Regions from separate parts of the Sus scrofa genome. Here region 1 is linked to region 2. Evidence: chromatin contacts called from public HiChIP or PLAC-seq data. All regions are on one chromosome and are shown on one strand. The core of a region is the stretch at or near the end of the contact, and the rest is flanking DNA. Distances in the headings are between cores, read along the strand shown. Region 1 has its middle 11 kb from the start of MTHFD2L. Region 2 has its middle 60 kb from the start of PPBP.

What was found. HiChIP or PLAC-seq counts read pairs in DNA pulled down with a chosen protein or histone mark.
Region 1: a contact with region 2 is called in an H3K27ac HiChIP or PLAC-seq map of alveolar macrophages. The contact joins two enhancer-like sites. A contact is called at or near these places in 2 of 47 Hi-C or Micro-C datasets (liver and skeletal muscle) and 1 of 2 datasets of contacts at active chromatin or transcription factors (alveolar macrophages).

Annotation. Positions count from the first base shown.
Region 1 is chr8:70,167,397-70,170,657 of Sscrofa11.1, forward strand. No RefSeq gene overlaps it. Among named protein-coding and RNA genes, the nearest start is that of MTHFD2L, 11 kb to the right of the region's middle. Within about 2 kb of position 1,950, at least 2 of the 83 cell types and tissues checked have an H3K27ac peak or open chromatin away from gene starts, as enhancers often do. A contact at or near this core is called in alveolar macrophages, where this site is marked.
Region 2 is chr8:70,080,167-70,083,029 of Sscrofa11.1, forward strand. No RefSeq gene overlaps it. Among named protein-coding and RNA genes, the nearest start is that of PPBP, 60 kb to the left of the region's middle. Within about 2 kb of position 1,260, at least 5 of the 83 cell types and tissues checked have an H3K27ac peak or open chromatin away from gene starts, as enhancers often do. A contact at or near this core is called in alveolar macrophages, where this site is marked.

The DNA.
Region 1 (3,261 bases), core at 700-3,199, 88 kb after region 2:
TTTTATTTTATTTTTTTTAGGGCCGCACCAGCGGCACATGGAGGTTCCTGGGCTAGGGGTCTAATCCGAGCTGTAGCCACCGGCCTATACCACAGTCACAGCAATGCCAGATCTGGGCCACGTCTGCGACCTACACCACAACTCACTGCAACACTGGATCCTTAACCCACTAAGAAGGCCAGGGATCGAACCCGCAACTTCACGGTTCCTAGTTGAATTCGTTTCTGATGCACCACCTAGTTGGATTCCTTTCTGATGCACCACGATGGGAACTCCCCACCAATTCATTTATTATAGATGTTTAACAGCTTTATGTGGTTAAGGAAGTAAACTGCTATTAATGAGTTCTTCAGTTTTGTTTTTAAACCACAAGTTAATATTGAATTACCTTCTTTTCAAATCCTGGAATTTCCACTCTGAGTTCAAATTAAGGTGAGATGGTTATGTCTGAGCCTAATGAACACTGAGGAATCCTGGAAATGCAGGTAGAGCCCTGTGGTCTAGGAACAGCAGTTGGCAATGTCAGGATTAATTAAATAGGACACAGTACTTTCTTGTGATTTGAACAAAGTATACTCTCCCTTTCCAATAATAAGTGAGATCTTAATGAGATTCTAAAAGCAAAATGAACAAACAAAAATAGACCAAAAAGATTGCCAGAGAGATAATGCTCAACAAGATATTGTAAATAGTCTTTCGTGGGAGCTTGGAAGATACTTGTGTAGGTTCCCAAACCTAACACAGAACACATGGAGTTCCTGTCGTGGCTCAGGGGAAACTAATCTGACTCTCATCCATGAGGACGCAGGTTCAATCCCTGGCCTTGTTCAGTGGACTAAGGATCCAGCGTTACTGTGGTTGTGGCTGTGGTGTAGGCTGACAGCTGTAGCTCTGATTCAGCAAGGAACCTTGTACATAGTACATATTACATACATATTAATAATGTGTTCTGATTGGCTTATGGCTACAAAGGTCCTACCTTACATTGTAACTGACATTATTTATGGTCGATGGTAGAAAATTGTGGTAGTAGATACAGAACATTGTATTCTAAGTATACGGTTAGTGTGATATCTGAGACAAATTTAGTTTGAAATACATATGTTTTGTAGTTGTTTTTGAAAGCTCACTCAGTAACATTAAATTACCTTAGAATTTTATTTTATTTTATTTTATTTATTTTATTTATGTTATGTTATGTTATGTTATTTTTGTCTTTTTGCTTTTTCTAGGGCCACTCCAGGGGCATATGGAGGTTCCCAGGCTAGGGGGTCTAATCGGAGCTGTAGCTGCTGGCCTACGCCAGAGCCACAGCAACGTGGGATCTGAACCGTGTCTGCAACCTACGCCACAGCTCACGGCAATGCCGGATCCTTAACGCACTGAGCAAGGCCAGGGATCAAACCCACAACCTCGTGGTTCCTAGTCAGATTCGTTAACCACTGCGCCACGACAGGAACTCCTACCTTAGAATTTTAAATAAATCAATTTTTAAAGGCAGTGCTTCCACTTTTAGTCATTCAAATAGTCTCCTTTTAGAGTCACAGTGAAAGAACATTAATTTGTTTGGCTCTTGAAAATGTATGGGTGATGATCATTATCAAAAAGAGAAAGACAGGTACAGTACATGCCAAAGTATCTTGAGGCAAACATTTTTCTTCGTAAATAGATTCCTATTTAAACAAAAGCTCTGCTCTAGATTTGAATTACAACTATGCCTTTTATGTAATGAGACCTGTTACCTCTATCAGACATGTGAGTGATTATAATGTCTGTAAGTTGTCTTTTGCAGATCAAAACATAGGTATATTACTAGGAAAAAATTAAGCAAAATGTCCTCCCTCCTCTTCCTCCTTTGGAGGAAATCCTTGAACTCCAACACAGTGTGGCTGAAGGTTCAACTTCCCCCACAGCTGATAAAGCATTGGGTAGAAAAGGAATAATGAGAGCAGACTCTGTGACAAGGATTGCAGAGCACATCTGCAGTGGGGAAGTACAGGGAAGGCCAGCAGAGAAGTATACAGAAACAATATCAAAATGAGAAGAGCACTAGTAAAGGACACTGTTAAGCCGCCTGCCACCCTGGGACATCCCCTGAACTCCTGCGGAAGGTTCTACTGTAAGTGGCTATGAGTGATGCAGCTCCATGGCCATCAAAGACAACAAGCCTCTGATTCAGGGGCCCAACAAATCACATGCACGACCAACAGAAATAATTCCACATCTTGTCACCTCACAGTAAAACAATAGAACGCAGAGGACAAAGATGAGCTCTTCAATCAGTGTAACCTTCCATGAGTCAATGCTGAGTGGTATATATAACACAGTTCACCCCAATATTAAGTCCATATAAAACTGAATTGATCTGATTGGGGTTTTGTTTTGTTTGTAAAATAATCGCAATGACCAGGGGTTTTCAGAGTTCAGTAAAAATTTAGTCAGTAGAAAGCAGGTTTTAAAAAGAAAACTAATAATTAAAAGTTTGTTGGAGTTCCCATTGTGGCACAGTGGAAACAAACCCAGCTAGTATCCTTGAAGATGTGGGTTGGATCCCTGGCCTTGCTCAGTGGATTAAGGATCCAGCACTGCCATAAGCTGCAGTATAGGTGGCAGATGCAGCTCAGATCTGGTGTTGCTATGGCTGTGGAATAGGCCAGCAGCTTCATCTCTGATTAGACCCCTAGCCCGGGAACTTCCATATGCTGCAAGGGTGGCCCTAAAAGGAAAAAAAAAAACAAAATAAAACACCCTTTTTTTTTGCATTAGTCATAAAATTCATATTAAGTTGCTCTCTCTATTTGCATAGGACAAGAGTAGAAACAAAGGTTCATAGGTTATCTGTTGAATGATTTGACTAAGTTTAGCTTCCTTACTTTAGTGACCTAATTCTATATACGTAATGGTGATCATTTTGGCATTCTCACCTTTATTTTTCTTTTTAAGATCAAGTGAATATTCACTCTATAATCTCCTAGAGACACTGGGGAATATTAGGCCTGTTTTGCCCTCGGTCATGATCTTCTCCTGTTTGTATGGTACTATAGAGAAGCTGTACACAATTCGTTTATATGCAGGTCCTGGTGCAGACATGCGTGCTCAACTCAGAGATCGGACCCTTATTAGCCATGTGACCTGGAGCAAATGACTTAACGGCTTACACTTTAGGTTTTCTCACTTCATCCCTAGAAAACTATGTTCTAGAATATCGAATCACTTCTTGGTTCTCTGCAAACACAATTTCTGTTTGAGCTCAGGGTCTTA
Region 2 (2,863 bases), core at 10-2,509:
AAACTTTCAACTGGATATTTTTTACTTAAATATTCACCTGCCACCTTAATTTGAGAAAATTACAGACAGGTTCAGACATGTTTGGCATGGTATGGCCATAGACTTAATTTGAGAAAATTACAAATGCAAGCATATTTCTTATCATTGAAGTTACCAGCTTAAAAAAAAAGTAATAGCTAGAGGCAAAGTATCACTTTATAGTGTCACTGAGACACACATTGTGCACACGCGCACCCTTACACATTCTCAGTTTCCGCCTTGATATGGTCTTATTCTTAACAAGAGTGAAGAGAATGTACTGAACTTGCTAGCACGCATGCCCATGTGCTGCTCCTTGCCTTTCTCCACCTTGGTTTGTGCTCCATATTGCCACTGGTCTGGGATCACCTTAAGTCTTAGTTTGAGGTTTAATATTACCCATGCTTTATCATCCAAAGTGAAATATGAGCTAATTTACACCTGGTTCTTCTGTATTCTGTCTGTGCCATCTCCTAGGTTATGAACTTATCCAAGGCAGTCTTTTATTAGGCTGGCCATTATCCATAGGAGTTCAAAATAACATTCAACTTGGGGTAAGAGAAATTCCCCTCCTGGCTCGGTGATTAATGAATCTGACTAGAAACCACGAGGTTGCGGGTTGATCCCTGGCCTTGCTCAGTGGATTAAGGATCTGGCGTTGCCCTGAGCTGTGGTGTAGTTTGCAGATTCAGCTCAGATCCCGCGTTGCAGTGGCTGTGGTGTAGGCCGGTGGCTACAGCTCCGATTGGACTCCTAGCCTGGGAACCTCCATATGCCGCTGGGGCGGCCCAAGAAATGGCAAAAAGACAAAACAAAACAAAACAACAACAACAACAAAAACTTGGGGTAATTAACAAATCTCGTTAGGACAAAGGGGTCTTGCATACTCCATTCATTTACCTGATTTCCAGATGTTCTTCGAATTTTAACCTAGCAATTCATTTTTTACTCAATTATTGAAAGATTTCTTAATGTTTTATTTACTATTTTTATTTATTTTATTTTATTTTATTTATTTATTTATTTATTTATTTTTGCAGGACAGGATCCAAATAACCTGCTATTGTTGGAAACTGGAAGTCACGCTCCCATACTTACTTGAGAAAAATTTTACCCAAGTTTTCAAAGCTCTGCTATTTGCTTCTGCAATGCTCTTCTTGATCGCCTTATACACATGTGATTTCTTCCTCCTTCAAAACCCCGTATCATCTCTCTGACCCTCTCTTACTCCCCCATCCTTTAGTCATTCAGCGGCATGCACTCAGCGGTTCCCTTTTCAGATCATGTAGATTCTTGATGGCAGGTGGCATATCTTATCCCCTGAAGCAATTAGTTCATGGTTTGCACAAAGCAGACACTTAAGATTTATTTAATTGAAAACAATTTCAAAGTACGGCTTGAGAAACCATCCGTAATATTAATCACTTCAGTTATTTCCCACATTTCTCAATTGCAACAAAGAATAGTCTTGAGCAATAAAAAAAGTTCCCAAGTCTTTTCCCTCACATTCCACTTAAGTAGGGTTTACATAAAGTAATGTGACAGCCCAAGTTTTTAACTTCTAACAAGACCCAGCTGCAGGAACATTCAATCACCGTTAGTTCAACTTGTGATAACAAACATGTTTCCTCTGTCTACCTCACAGAACACATTAAGCAGCCTCCAGTTCACAAGGAAAGAAGGAATTTGGCTCCTGGGGAGCATAATTCTATACAGATGGAGCCAAGCAAGACCAAACACTAAACTGAACGACAATAAATGAAATGAGGTGGGGAAAGAACAGGAAATGTATGGTGCCTTAACTGCTTGTGTATTTTAGGGGAATATTATTGCAGCCAGAAAATAACCTAAGGTTTTAAATCACCCAACCCAGAGGATAAATTCTAGGATCATCATTTATTAGCTACTTATCGAATCTGAGATACTATGGGCTATGACATTCTTATTGTATGTACCATTTAGAAAGGGAAAAGTCAGTCAAATAATCTCTGTTTTCCATTAGCAGTAAGCATATTGTGATTTCAGGGATGTGAAAAGGTGATAAAATATACTTCTTAGAAATATTGGAATGTGGAATGGAGCTTAACATCTTTAAAGCTCCATTTTTTTTCCATTCAGTAAAAAAAATGGGTATAAAATACTGCCTTCATAAAGGTCAGTTTCCTTATTATATCCTTTCTTGATCCATCTCAGTATTGACCCAGGGGAGTTGTAATGTACGAAGGTGAAGAACCTGGCACCCAACCTACCGCCAAAGAACAGATCACAGGTGGTGGTACAGGTTGAACTGTAGGTTGTACAGCTCAGGAAAAGCAGGTATTTTACCTGTAAACTTGCTTCTACGCCCTCATGAGGTATCTACCTATGGAGAAGAAGAGGGGGTATTGTGAGGTTAACCAGTCCAATGTCTCAGCTTCTGAGAGGAAAACTAACCTATTTAAGTGGGTGCGTTTGTAATAAATTAACAGGCCTTGTATGACTTAACACTTCCCTCTCAGTTTTCGCGGGGGAGTGACTTGCTCACCTACAGGACATGATCTGCTGTGCTCTCTCCTGGGTATGGGAAGGTTACCCCACAGGAGAAGTATGAGATTTTCCAAGCCACTTTATGCCAGGGTAGGTTCATCTGCCTAATTCTGGGGATCAAGTTTCGGAAGTTCACCTACTCACAGATATAAAACACAAGCTCTAACATCAGCTTTCTTGTTAGTAAAGGTGAGATTTTGGTCTCTTATTTAACTTACATTTTCTTATCTTAACTGGATCAAGACTCACATTTCAGGAAATTGTGAGGGGGTACTATTCGTAAGTTCCCTGAAAACGACCATCATGCCTGCCCTTAACT